Linked DNA regions of Sus scrofa: region 1 is linked to region 2. Evidence: chromatin contacts called from public promoter capture Hi-C data. All regions are on one chromosome and are shown on one strand. Each heading gives the region's core, a stretch centred on a gene start, on an enhancer-like site or on the middle of the called end of the contact. The rest is flanking DNA. Distances are from core to core; before and after follow the strand shown.

What was found. Promoter capture Hi-C pulls out the DNA fragments that hold promoters and counts their contacts.
Region 1: a promoter capture Hi-C map of liver shows a contact between it and region 2, with 3 times the contacts expected there. The contact joins the promoter of CCDC34 here to the promoter of LGR4 in region 2. A contact is called at or near these places in 2 of 5 promoter capture datasets (fetal liver and liver), 13 of 47 Hi-C or Micro-C datasets (embryonic fibroblasts, epiblast stem cells, fetal heart ventricle and 6 more) and 2 of 2 datasets of contacts at active chromatin or transcription factors (alveolar macrophages and skeletal muscle).

The regions. Positions count from the first base shown.
Region 1 is chr2:32,981,981-32,989,045 of Sscrofa11.1, forward strand. It overlaps CCDC34 (coiled-coil domain-containing protein 34), which reads left to right and starts at 2,120. Exons shown (of 6, transcript XM_003122907.4): 1 at 2,120-2,563. The coding sequence starts at 2,220.
Region 2 is chr2:32,869,739-32,876,753 of Sscrofa11.1, forward strand. LGR4 (leucine-rich repeat-containing G-protein coupled receptor 4) reads left to right here and starts at 2,099. Exons shown (of 18, transcript XM_021083233.1): 1 at 2,099-2,844. The coding sequence starts at 2,660. LOC110259286 (a long non-coding RNA gene) reads right to left here and starts at 3,063. Exons shown (of 3, transcript XR_002341534.1): 1 at 2,925-3,063; 2 at 1,461-1,837.

The sequences.
Region 1 (7,065 bases), core at 870-3,369, 110 kb after region 2:
CATAAGCCACAGCCACAGCAACACTGGATTCAAGCTGTATCTGTGACCGATGCCGCACCTTGCAGCAATGCTGGATCCTTAACTCACTTAGCAAAGCTAGGGATGGAATCCGCATCCTCACAGAGACTATGTCCAGCCACAGTGGGAACTCAGCAGGGTTATTTTTGTAACAGATTTTCAAGCCAAGATTACTCTTCCCTTATAGGAAGTTACGAAGCCAGCAAAAAATAGAGATTATCTCAAATATACCAGGAACGTGAAAATGAGAAGGTACTAATACTCTGAATCCTAAGGGGAGAGGCCCTCTTTGAGCTTATTTATACATTTTATATAATTCTACCAAAACTGATTATGGTTTCTGAGCTCCAGTAATGAAAATGTGCTGTAAGAAAGGAGACCACAGGACTTGATTATGTTCAAGCACCAATACCAGCAGCTCTTAGCCTCATGGCTCCAGGGTTGCTGCAGCATAATGCAATGGTTGGTCATGATTATGATTCCGAGGCATCAAGGAAAGGGCATAATTTGTTTAAAACATTTTAGATTCCCATACCAAGAAGTTACAGTGGAACAGTTTTGGAGTCTAAATGACACTTTACCATTATCTCTCTTCTGGTCCTATGCTAGAAGCTTTGAGAATCAATGAGATAATATGACGAGGAGTTAGATTATGTCCCTGTTTTACAGAAGAGTAAATCTGTAAAAGATTTTTACATGAGAGGCAAAACAACTTTGTTTAAGGAAACTTAGCAAATAAGAGGAAAACAACTGATTCAAATCCAGTCCCTTTCCTATCAAAATATGTTTTTTTCCTATTATGCTTCAGTAATGGCTGGTGAAGTCTGTTGGGAATAGCTTCTCAAGTTTACTCCTTTGTGAAGCGCTGAAGTGGCCCAGGGCCTTCTGTTGCTGTTAATGACTCTAGAGATGCTCTCTTAAAAGGTTTTAACCAGATACACGCCAATACTGAATAACTGGAATAGAGTATGAAAATTCAAGCCATCTTTATTCCTCTCTTACTCGAATTGCTTCGGTTTTCTTCCATTTTTAATGCTTTTACTGAAAATTTTAACAAAATTTACATTCCGTTTAAATAGTTTTAACCACATCATATTTTATTAATTATAGCTTCTGCCTTCTGAATTACCCTTGGTTATTGTTATTTGCTGTATATAATTCTCTGGTGTCAAAATTTGCAGATCTAAATTTCGTCAAAGATTTTGTATCACTTTTTGGTCAGTAACAAATTCTGTGTGCTGCTTTAGCTACTCTTTGTTTTCATTTTGTGATATTTCTACTAACAATGAGCATTATGAGCTGAACAAAGCCCATTTACTTACACGTGTACACAGTTTTGTCAGCATTAATAAAGCAACTTTAGTGTCTATCACCTCTCCCTGACTGCCTTCATCCCCATCCCTAGTTCCTAAGAGGAGAGTGCTCCTTCCAAGGTCCCACAAAGTTTTTTTCATTCCTCATCAAATGCCTATCACAGAATATTTTAATGGTATGGCTCTTCACCACCAAAGAATGTAATCGCAAGGCTTTTACCTTATATATCATCAGTCCTTAGCACAGATCCTAGTACACAAGAGATGTCAGAGAAGCCCCAATATTCACATGCATAAACAAACGAGGATTCCTCTAAGATGCGAGGCAGACGAGGTGCTACCAAAAACAATGAAAGATTTTACCAAAAGTACATTATTGGATACACCTGTAAATTTGGATATGGCTCGCCCCCAGCCCTTAAAATACACCCACTTGTGGCCATTTGCTGAGAGAAATCACATCTGATCCTTGTAGCCCTGACCCTGTAATGTAGGGGTAGTTTTGGCTTTTGGCTTCTGCCTAGTTCCTCCTAAAAGTATGTGCCTTATTCAGTGACGGCACAGTTCCTGTACCAAAGGAACTACTACACCACCATAGCAAACAAGGCACGGGCCCTCCAAGCTGTCAGCCACGAGCAGGACCTAGTCGGGGAGTTGAGCTCGGGGTTAAATTACAAGCAGCAGTGCACGTCCAAGCCAGGGAGGAGGCGGGGACTTGGCGCACGAAGCCACGCTCTGCAGGCCCGGACAAAGCATAGGCGGCCTCCACGCGTCGCCCTGGCAACGTAGGGACAGCGCCGGCCCGGATTGGCCGCGCCGGCACGCGCAGGGCCTGATGGGAGAGCACGTCTAGACCTCCGCTCCGCCGGTTTGAACTTGGCGGGCCGGATGAGGGCCGCCGGGCGGTGGAGGGCTACCTCGCCCCTTCCGGACACCCGGCTTTTGGCCGCCTGCAGGTCCAGGTCTCGGCTCTCCTCCGGCTCCTTCTCCGCCCTCATGGAGGGCGCCCGGGGACAGGGGCTGGAGGCGGTGGAGGTGTGTTCGCTGTCGCCGCCGCTGAGCTGCAGCAATTCCACCTTGTCGCTGTTGTCTCCCCTCGGCTACCAGAGCTTCTCGTTGGACGACGACGATGGTGACGGGGAGGAGGAGGAGGAAGATGTGGACGAAGATGCTCATGACTCAGAGGACCAGGTGGAGAGCCTGAGAGGAATGGAGTTACAGGGGTGCGCCAGGTAAACCAAGGCCGCCGGCCAATACAGCCCCTCTCAAGATTCTTTGGACCCTGCTAAGTACCTTCCTCTGTTGGCCTAACACCCACCTGTCTTCCCTCTCAAAGGCTGCACGGGCCTCTGCATCCACAGGTGCTGCTTGTTTGGCACCTAGAGCCCTGGGCTGATTCTTACACATGACCACAATTTTCCCATCGTTTTTAATCCTTTTTCCTGAAAATTCGATGACTGCTACAGTCTCACTCCTAAGGGAAACACACATCGTCTTAAAAACACAAAATCTTGCTACAATTTCATGAGTTTTATGAATACCTAAAAAGTCAGATTATGGACACTAGGACTCTTGTCCAAACCCTTAACACCAAAATGTGGATTACTGCATGTTAGTAATATTTGTAGCTATTCTGAAAAAATGCAATTGTCAGTGAAGCAGGTTATGGTAAGCAGTATTCATTTTATGTCATAAATAAGGAGCTGAAGCACAGAAGTTAGCAGTGTCAACCCCAGCAACTACAGACAATGCTGGGTCTGCTCTGAGCACTTAACAGTAGAAGTCATGGAATCAAAGAATGTTACAATCAAAGAGGTTATTAAAGCCATCTTAATTTGTTTATTTCTACAGTTGTTCATTTGGCGGTTTGTACCCTATACTAGTCTAGATACTGAGGCCCATAAACAAAATAGGCATGGTCTCTACTCATGGAATTAAAGTCTAGATTAAGCCGCTCATTTCACAGATTGGATCAAACCATGGCTCAGAATACAAATAGTCTAATTCAAAGGCATACACCTAGTTATTAGCAGAGCTGAGCCTAATACCAAGGTATGCTGATCATATTTTCTCTTCTCTATGCTACATGCCTATTGTTGGGTATATAGAAATAGGAGCAAAGGGCCTGTCTCTGCAGGTATATCTTTTTTTTCTTCTTTTTAGGGCCACACCTGTGGCATATGGAAGTTCCCAGGCTAGGGGTCGAATTGAAGCTGTAGATGCCAGCCTACGCCACAGCCACAGCAGCGGAGGATCTGAGCTGCATCTGTGACCTACGCTGCAGCTTGTGGCAACACTGAGTCCTTAACCCACTGAGCGAAGCCAGGAATGGATACTAGTGGTTCTTAACCCACTGAGCCACAGTGGGAACTCCAGTCTGCAGGAATATGTTTTGTGAGACAGGCTTAGTGATGCAGGTCTGGGGGCAGAATCATTACATCATCTTCAGAAAGTTTCTGATTGTCAAGCTGCACAAAGCACAATATAGGAGATCTAAGAAATACAGGCCAGAGAACCCTTGCTTTATGTGTAAACCACCAGATAGTCCCCTTTACTACAAAGCTTTCATACCCAGAGTAAGTGAATGGAATATAGAGCCATATGAAGTGACTCACTCAGTTACAACAATGAGTCTCCAGAAATGAGAAGTGAAAAGTAAGTACACTGGTAGGAATGGAGATCAGTAAGAGAAACCAAGCTAAGCCATGTGTCCAGACTGGTTGTAGCAACAAGAAACAGTTTCAGGAGTCCATTTTCCTGTAGGCCTTTGTACAGATTTCTCAGAACTAAGTTGGTCCCAAAGATTTTCTTTTTTTTTTTTTTGTCATTTTTTGCCATTTCATGGGCTGCTCCCACGGCATATGGAGGATCTCAGGCTAGGGGTCTAATCGGAGCTGTAGCTGCCGGCCATGGCCACAGCCACAGCAACGCAGGATCCGAGCTGTGTCTGCAGCCTACACCACAGCTCACGGCAATGCCGGATCCTTAACCCACTGAGCAAGGGCAGGGATCAAACCCACAACCTCATGGTTCCTAGTCGGATTCCTTTACCACTGCATCACGACGGGAACTCCGGTCCCAAAGATTTTGAAAATAAATTTCAAGGCTTTAGAAAACGCCATTTGAGCCTAATCAACAGGACTAAGCAACGTAGACACAATTTGGCAACCTAATGTGTGATGGTCATCAAAACTACACCTGAGCTGGAGTTCCCACTGTGGTAAAGCCGGTCAAGGCCCAGTGCAGTGGGGTAGATCCTGTGTTGCCGCAGCTGTGGCTCTGATTAGATCCCTGGCTTCGGAACATCCATGTACTGCAGGTGCAGGCCTTAAACAAAAAAGCAAAAAACCCTACAGCTCAGCTTCTGAGACCTTGCACTAGTTTTTCTAAGAGCCAAAGCCCTGACCAAATGGAGCTCATCAGGGGAGGAGCTGATCAAATTTGTTGCAAACCTTAGCCAAAACCCTAATGAGCTGGTACCATCCTAGGGCTGAAGCTGCCTTCCTTATCACAGTTCCTTCCCTCTGAATCAAAGCAATAGGTAGTATGTGGTCTGGAAAGAATCCAGAAGTTGTCAAGCCTGTATGTGGCAAGTGTCAGATGCTTACTGGGTGTTCAACAAACATGTGCTGAAGGAATGTGTCTTATTTCCTAGAGAACAGATGGGTGCAGTGATTATTTTCAAATGCTTCAGAAAACCTAGCACTTCTTTTCAGTAACCTTTCCTCATTCCTCCTCCCTACTGCTCTGCTCACCTTTAGTTGGTACCCTGAACAGTTTGGGGGTGATCTTAGTCCAGCCATAGTTCTGGGCATTGAGCTTCCTCTTGTGACCCAGGGTATGAACCTAGAGCTGTGTGGGATTTTATACCTTTTTTTCCATCCTTCACCTGCCACAGGGATGTGACTATGGCAAAACTAATAGAGTAAGGCTTTTGGGGACACACTCAGGCTTCAGTTGCATATGATGGAGTTGAGATCCAGGTATTTTAGGTATATAGAGCTGTGCTTAGAGGATGCAGTGAGCTTTAAGTGTGGTGGACAGGGCTGTGATGAGGCTCACAGGTGACTTCAGACAAGATGAGAAGTATTTTCCTGGGATCTTTCATAATATGCATTAGACTTTCTCTTTATTCAGTTTTATGTTGGTTTTTATACACTGTCTCCATTAGGAATCCCATGCCTTCATAAGCATCCTGGTCATAAACAGCTGCTTTAGCTTCTCTTGATTATGGGAAGAGCTGAGGTGAATGTGCGATACATTTTGAATATATCTGTTAAAACTGATGAGGCAAGAAATTTAATATTTAAAGTGTCATTAAAAAAAAAAACACTGATCTCACTGATCTTCCTTCCTTCTTTCCTTCCTTCCTTCCTTTCTTTCTTTCCTTCTTTTTCTTTTTTTGTCTTTTTAGGGCTGCACCCTCTGAGGCATATGGAGATTCCCAGGCTAGGGGTCAAATAGCTGCAGCCACAGGCCTACACCACAGCAACGCCAGGTCTGAGCCATGTCTGCAACCTACACCACAGCTCAGAGCAACGCCAGATCCTTAACCCACTGTGTGAGACCAGGGATTGAACCTGCATCCTCATGGATGCTAGTCAGATTCGTTTCTGCTGAGCTCTCGGGGGGTGGGGGGGGGACTCCTTTTTTTTTTTGGTCTTTTTAGGGCCCCACTCATGGCATATGGAGATTCCCAGGCTAGGTGTTGAATTGGAGCTGCAGCTGCCGGCCTATGCCACAACCACAGCAATGTGATCTCACTGATTTCTTATTTCAACAAACAGATCTTAGGAGCTGACTCTATCCAGGCCCTAAGCTAGACTCTTGGAATAAAAAATGAGTTAGGGCATGTTTTCTGTCTGCAAGGAATTCATGGCCTCTGGCAGAGATGGGCAAATGACAGAAAGCCCAAGGCACTTAGTCCAGATTTTTGCAGAGTTTCACTGTGAGGCAATAAAGTTAATACCTGAGTTGAATTATGAAGGGAGAGTAGGAATTAGCTGCACTCTTCCTAGTACTACTAAATGACACCTTCCAAATGCTGAGTGCCCAGGACTGAACTAAGTAACTAAGCTTTAGCATGGATTGTTCATGCCACAGTACCAGTTCATGCCACTACTGTTTTCTCCACTTAACAGATGAGAAATGGAAGTTTGAAAAGGTTAAAAAATGTACATAGCTAGGAAACAGCAGGTAGAGATTGACCCCAGATGTTTTATTCCCAAATCTAAGCTCTGACTTTGGCTGTATGTGGAGGTGGAGGAAAGGCATTTCAGAGTTTTAGGCAGAGATGTAGAGCACAAGGGCATGGAGTAGTCATCAACCTGCCTGAGTTCAACAAGACTGAAACGTGGAGTCTAGATCCGCCATGGGTAGAATAAGAGGCTGGAAGATAGGCAGGGCCAATTCATGGGTGTCAGACTACAGAAAGTGGATTTCATCTTAGGGGCAAAGGAGCTACTGAAGAACTTTGAGGAACAGGATGCTGGAAGGATGCCTTTAAAGGATGAATCTGGCAACGGTGGAGGATAGTTTGAAATGGAGAGAGAAAGGCCAGTTATGTCCAGACAGCAGCTGTAAGGTTGTGGAAGAGAAGAATGTCTTGAGAGAGCAAAGAACTAGAATAGATGTGACATGGTGATTATATGGGTGTGGGAAGGAGGGTATTAAATGTGGTCAGGGAGCTGGAGGAGTGAAAGCTTAGGTTTCTGGCTTGGCTGGTACTCTTCAC
Region 2 (7,015 bases), core at 849-3,348:
CCAATCCACCTATAAAAATAAGTTTTTAGGGGCGTTCCCGTCGTGGCGCAGTGGTTAACGAATCCGACTAGGAACCATGAGGTTGCGGGTTCGGTCCCTGCCCTTGCTCAGTGGGTTAACGATCCGGCGTTGCCGTGAGCTGTGGTGTAGGTTGCAGACGCGGCTCGGATCCTGCGTTGCTGTAGCTCTGGCGTAGGCCGGGGGCTACAGCTCCAATTAGACCCCTAGCCTGGGAACCTCCATATGCCGCGGAGGTGGCCCAAAGAAATAGCAAAAGGACAATATGTCTAGATACTTACATCGCAACACAACGAGAGGAAAAATTATATATGCGTGTATGTGTAACTTGGTCCCCATGCTGTACAGTGGAAAAAAAAATAAGTTTTAAAAAAAGAAAATTAGCAATTTTCTCCTCACTTCACTTGCTCTTGAGTGTCACTAGAAAATAATGGAAATGATTTAGACAATGGAAGCCAATGGAGTGAAGGCTCCAAGGGCAATATACAAGGAACCAGGAGTCTAGGAGCTGTTCTGTGATGATCTTGGACAGAGCACAGTATCTGCAAGCTTCAGATTTCTTATCTATAAAACCAGAAGGTTGTCCATCTACCTTTAAGTTCTCTTTCAGATCTTCAATTAGAGGAAATAGGTCATTTCTAAAATTTGAAGTCAAGGCATATCTGTATGTATTGACTCTTTTAGCATGCAAATTTATTGTATGCTAGTCATATGCCCAACTGGGCATTATTTTTATTTGTAGTTTTTTATTTTATTTTTTGTCTTTTTAGGGCCACACCCGTGGCATGTGGAAGTTCCCAGGATAGGGATCTAATCAGAGCTGTAGCTTCTGGCCTACACCATAGCAACACGGGATCCAAGCCGCATTGGCGACCTACACCACAGCTCACAGCAACTCCAGATCCTTAACCCACTGAGCAAGGCCAGGGATCCTCATGGATACTAGCTGGGTTTGTTAACCACTGAGCCACGACGGGAACTCTCTGGCATTATTTTTAAAGATAAACTCCCAAATGTAAAGATAATGGAAAACTTTCATTTTAAACTTTTACAGTCTGCATCGACTTGATTCCATTTTCTTTAATGGAGAGAAAGTAATTTTCAAGTAAGTAATTCTTTACCTACATGGCATAGTAATTAACCCACGACAGTGACATTTTTAACCCTGCCTGCCTTAAACCATTCATGGAAAATGACTTCAAAATAAAGTAAAACGACCTAAAGGCATAGTAAAAAGCAAGAAAAGAGGGACCCATAAAGCAATATTTGGTACAAACAATGATAGTAATAATGTAGGATCTATTAAGCCCTAGAAGTCCAAAAGAGGAAGGAATGCTGATAATTGCCTAACACCAAGGTTGCTGCTGGTTTCTCAAGGGTAGTTACCTAGCACTCAAATATTTTGTTGTCTGGAGAAATTGTGCAGTGTTCAGAAACATTACCTTCTTTAACCCTGTGTTCCTGTGTTCTGGGATTTTAAAGTAGACGAGAAAGCAGTCTGAGTTGCGGTCACCAAAACTCTGTACCATGGACAGTTAATTGCTAAGACATAGTCACCGAGTGCACATCAAGATGGTATAAAGATATTGGGTGAAGAGAAAGGCTAGTGAGGTTACACTCTTTTAATTTAGCATATAGCTAAAACCCAAATATTTATGTCAGATTAAGAGAAACCTTCTCCCTCCTCAAAATCTTTTTTCCATTTGCACAGCTCCCAAAGTCCTCGCTGCCGTTTGGAAGAGTGGAGTCATTTGAAATTTAACTGAATGCTGGAGGCAAGCTCTACTTTTCAAGTCATCCAATTTAGGAGATCCGATTTCTGCAGAGGGAAGAAGACGGGGGAGGGAGGGGAGGAAAAACCAGATTCAGTGTCTTTAAATCCTTCTACCTTCAACCCACAACCTGCCACGCAAATTGAGCCAAGTCAGGGATTTTTTGTCTTGAACCACCACCACCACTACCACCTTGTCACTCACGCCCGATAAACACGCCCCTCTGGTCTCACTCTCGGCCAATGGCGGCTCCCCTCCCTGCATAGTAATAAGCTCGAGACCTCCCCCGGCCAATGGCGCTCCGGGAGAGGGGTTAGTTTTGCATGTACCTAAGTGATTTGCATAACCCAGTGGCTGGGGGCTTGGGAACCCGTGCGTGCAACCCTAGAAGGGAAAAAGGACGGGAGGAGATTGTGCCGCGGCCGCGAGAGAGCGAGAAACTGCCCGGGTGTTTGTGCGAGAGCCGGGCGGGGGCTGGGGCGAGGGGCCGGCATGGCTGAAGGCTGCGCTCCGCAACCTTGAAGAGCGGCTGCGGCGTGAGGCCTGGGACCGGGAGGCGGGTGCGATGGCAGAGCGCGGCCCCCGCAGCTGCGCCCGGCCGAGCCGGCTGGCCTGAGCCGCCGGAGGAGCGGGACTGCCTCTGCGCTTCCATGGAGCAGCGGGAAGGGAGAAACTCCGGAGCGCCGCGTCCCTTCGCTGCTGCCGCGGACTGTTGAAGGGGCCGAGCCCGCGCGACTGCGGAGAGCGCAGAGCCCCCGGCCCAGCCCGCAGGCCTGCCGCCCGGGGCGGCGGGGGGCGTCGGAGGGCGTCGGAGACGCGCCGAGCGAGCGGCGCCGCGGGAGAGGCCGACGCGGGAGGCGGCCGCAGCAATGCCGGGCCCGCTGGGGCTGCTCTGCTTCCTCGCCCTAGGGCTGCGCTGCTCGGCCGAGCCCAGCGGCGCGGCGCCCTCTCTCTGCTCGGCGCCCTGCAGCTGCGACGGCGACCGTCGGGTAGATTGCTCCGGGAAGGGGCTGACGGCCGTGCCCGAGGGGCTCAGCGCCTTCACCCAAGCGCTGTGAGTGCGGGCGGCTGGGACGCTGGGGAGGGGGTTCGGGGTGGGGGGGCGCCGGGGGCGGAGCCAGTGGCCGATCTCACCTCACCCTCCGGTGTCCGGAGGAGAGCGGGCGCCGTCACCTCCTTGGCACCCTCTCAGGCACCGCAGACATTCCAAGCTTTGCCAGCCCGGGTCCGAGACCCAAGTAGCTCTTCTCCCCATACTTGTCGAGTACGATCATCCCCACCCCCCGAGTGCATCTGGGGCCAAGGAGGAAGGAGGAATCTGGAAACGCTTGCCCCTGGCAGCCTTTTCACGCGACCTTCTCTTCTCACCGGGCCTCTCTGCTCAGCTGGCAAGAGCTTTGCAGGCGGCGGGGGTGAGGACGCCTAGAACTTGGCCCGAGTCTGAGACCGAGGCACGTTTCGTGGGAAGCACCTGGAGCCTCCTGGGTTCCAGCATGTGGGGAAAAGAAACACCTGTATGGTGGTCAGGGCGAATCACCTTGCCATTTGGTCCTGTCCAAGGAGAGCCACCTGCCTGGCACCTCTGTCCAGTTTCACTCTGGACTCACCAGCAAAGCTCAGGGTTCTGGAGCGCGCAGGAGAGCCGGGTGAAAACAAGGGAGACGGAGGGGAAATTGCAGGTTTCTCTGGGTGAAATACTCTTATCCAACAAGGCCTTTTAAAGAAGGAAGGCTGACCTGAAGTACAGGATGTTGGAAGAAAATGAAAGTCCCGGAGCATAAACTCTGCCCACCTCAAAAGGTAGACAGCAGTTTCCTGCAGTTCCTTAACTATAGGAACTTTTCTTTTGAGCTGCCTGAGGTTGGGAACGTCACTTAAATGGTCCTGACTTCCAAAACCCCTCTCCGCAAACAGCGACAGAGAGCTTTAGATACTTGCTTCAGAAAAAAGAATCTGAAATAGGTGTAGGACGTGGTGTTGGCACATGGCACCAACAGAGAAAGAATAATTAAGTCCAGGGTCTGGTGTATGCCCCTGTTCTCCCTTGTGTTGTGTGGCCAGATTAAATCAAGGGCATTGAAAGAAGTGTTTGAGAGAGGAAGGGATTCAGAGAGGCCTTGGGGTGAAGAGAATTTCCTTTTCCCTGGTAGCATCTGAGAGGTACCTTTTAGAATTAGGCAGTTGTAAAGAAGTAACAGACCCTGTGAAGAAATCCTTTTGGTGCAGGCCACAGCAGTTGCTGTTTCCAGGTGGGTGGTGGGCAGTTTTCTGCTTGTCCTCTGCCAATGGGGTTTTTGTTGTTGTCATTTTTTCAAATGTTGTGGCCAGTTGCTGTGGAACCTGTCTTTGGCCACCAGCACCCCCCACCCCCTCTTCCCCCCCCCTTGCCTCAGGTGTTAGTTATGTATTTGAAGTCATTTTCCTTCAGTATGGTGATATTTAACATTTCCACTGGAAAAACGTTAACTTTTCAGTGAATTTGCCCACAAAGGTATATTACATGGGAAATTTGCGTGGGAGTGGGGTGAAGTGAGGGAAAGAAGACTGGGTAGAGGGGATGGGACTTTTTTTTTTCCTCCAAGACCTCTTCAAACTTTTAGGGAATCCATGCAGGAGAGGTGCATTTCCCTGAAACCTCTTTCAAGCCTCTAAGAGAAAAGTGTAATTTTACTGTTTTGACCAGTTGTAAAGACCTTGTTTAGCAGATTCCTTGAATTTTAATGACTAGACTTGCCCTATAAGGAAAAGGGCTGTTTTACATTAGTACCTAAAAACCACTAAGAAATATCACATTTTTATGAGAGCACACCCTTTGCTATAGAGCATCAGACATCTTTCTTTAGAATTCATGAAAGGTAGTGAAATGCCGTGTTCTCAACGTTGAGCCTTACAAAAGCAACTGTTCATGGCCTGGGAAACAGAAAAGTAATTGGCACCAATCCAGATCAGATTGCCTAAACTGGCATCATCATAGCACTTTGGGCCGTGATGGTGGGCAAATGTGTTATATTCTCTTCTTCCCTTTGTGACCTATAGAGGAATTGTTCATCCTGATAACTCCTTATTTCATCTGAATCTTCTTCATTTCACCCTTGAAAGTATGTTATGTGACAGGCCCCTGTAAATGGCATTTCAAGGGCAGTGTATTTGCACTTTGGGAAACCACTGATCTCAAAAGTCTTATCTTATAGGACACCTGGGGATCACCCAAGATCTCTTTCCAAGTGCTTCTGACTTGGTGTCCCATCACAGCTTTAGTGAGCCATGGTTACACACCAAGGGACTAGATCCTTACCTGCCAAACTTTGATCCACCTAGTCCTAACTTCTAGAGCATGTACACCAAGGTCTGTTTAATTATACAGAAAACGACAGTCACAAAAATAGAAGTCAGAAAGATGAGACTGTATTTATTAATCAAAGTTCTTGTATTTTCGTGTCATTCCTCAGTGGTGTCCTACCTTCACCTCACCCAGGGGTGTATGCATCCCACGTTGGAGACTTGACAGAGCAGGGATTTTATTTGACTCAATCTGGAGTCCGCAGAACCCGATGCATAGGAAGCACTTTAAAATGTTGCAGTGAATAAATAAGGACTTCAGGCCACACCGAGGGGCAGAATCAGGGCTTGGAATTCAGACCTCATTCCCACGCAGGATTGCCAAACTCAGCATTCTCAGCATTTAGCCTTTTGTCCAGATCTGAGAAGGCCCCAGAGAGAGGATACCTGCTTCTTCTCCTTTAGGCTCGTTGGAACTTGTTCAGTCTAACAGTGTCTATTTCCTGCTGAAAGCTGCTTTATCCGAGTCTGGGGGCAGAGTCAGATGTAATCCTCAGTATTGTTGCTGGGATTCCTGTATTCACACCATTTGCTGCACCTGTAGTGATTATTTATATTTTGCAACAGTAGTTCCTGCTCCTGTGTCCCAATGCACTGGCTTATCACAATTCACCCTGAGGTGTTTTAAAGGAAGTGCTCTGACTAGTATTAAAATTCCAAAGTGTATTTTTAATCAAAAGGATTAAAAGTTATTCTTCTCTTAGAGCTAATGAGGCCCTTTTTAATCACCTGTGATATAAGCTTCTTGATTGGGAGAGAAAGATGAAGTCATAATGGTGGTGGGGAGAAGACTGAATGTGTGTCCTCCAGTTTGTGTGTTACTGCCACAAAATTTAAGACCTGTAGACTGGGAGCATAAATTTCCACATCCTAGCTTGTGTATGGTGCTTAGTTGTTTTGTTTTGGTTTTTTTTGGTCGCCCTCGTGGCCTATGGAAGTTCCCAGGCCAGGGATTAAATCCCAGCCTCAGCTGCAACCTACACCACAGCTGTGGCAATGCTGGATCCTTAACCCACTGCACTGGGCTGGAGATTGAACCTGAGGTGTTGCAGAGATAGTGCTGGATCCTTAACCTGCTGCACCACAAGGGAAGCTCCGATAGTGCATAGTTTTAGGGTAGGCTCTTTCTGTGGCTTTGTGGAGAGGGTGGTGGATCTGAGCCCTTGATCGTAGTCCTAACCATGACACTAAGTAATTACGTGGCCTTGGGTGAGTCATTGTACCTTTTTTTTTTTTTTTTTTTTTTGCTCGACAGTTTCTTCATTTGAAAAATATGAAGTCCTTGGATTTTCTAGATTATATTTAAGGCTGCTTGCAGCTTCCAGACATTCTATGATTTTATAATTCTTACACAGTTTTAGTATGGCAAGGTGACCCTATATAGTATAGTGTTCAGCCACTCTCATGAGAAGATCCCAAAAGGAGCTGAATATCCTTCTAGCTGAAGTTGCACAAGCCTATTTATTGCCACTCACTTGGAGGAGGAGTTCTTTGTGTTTTCGAAGTGTGTGTTAGGAAATTTGCCATGGAGACTTGTTACAGAATGCATGACTAGCTAAAGCGCTTTGCTGGGGTAGAATAGGCCGGCTTGTTTCCTGTTGGTATGGCTTCACACTTGGAAAAGAAAATCACTCTGTTTCAGTAATTTGGATACTGTACAAAAAGTTACTCAACGCCCTCACTTCCATATAATTAGTCATAATCTCTGCAGCCTTCACAGTAAGCGTATCCTGTCCACGGGCAGGTTATCAAGCTTTACATATAGAATTGATGGTTACCTGAGGGGCTTTGAAGCATTTTTAAAAATAATCGGTTGCTTTTCCTTCTTTGAGAAGCATCATCTCAGACTCTTCCCTAAGGTGTACTTTTTTTTTCCTCGAGACCCC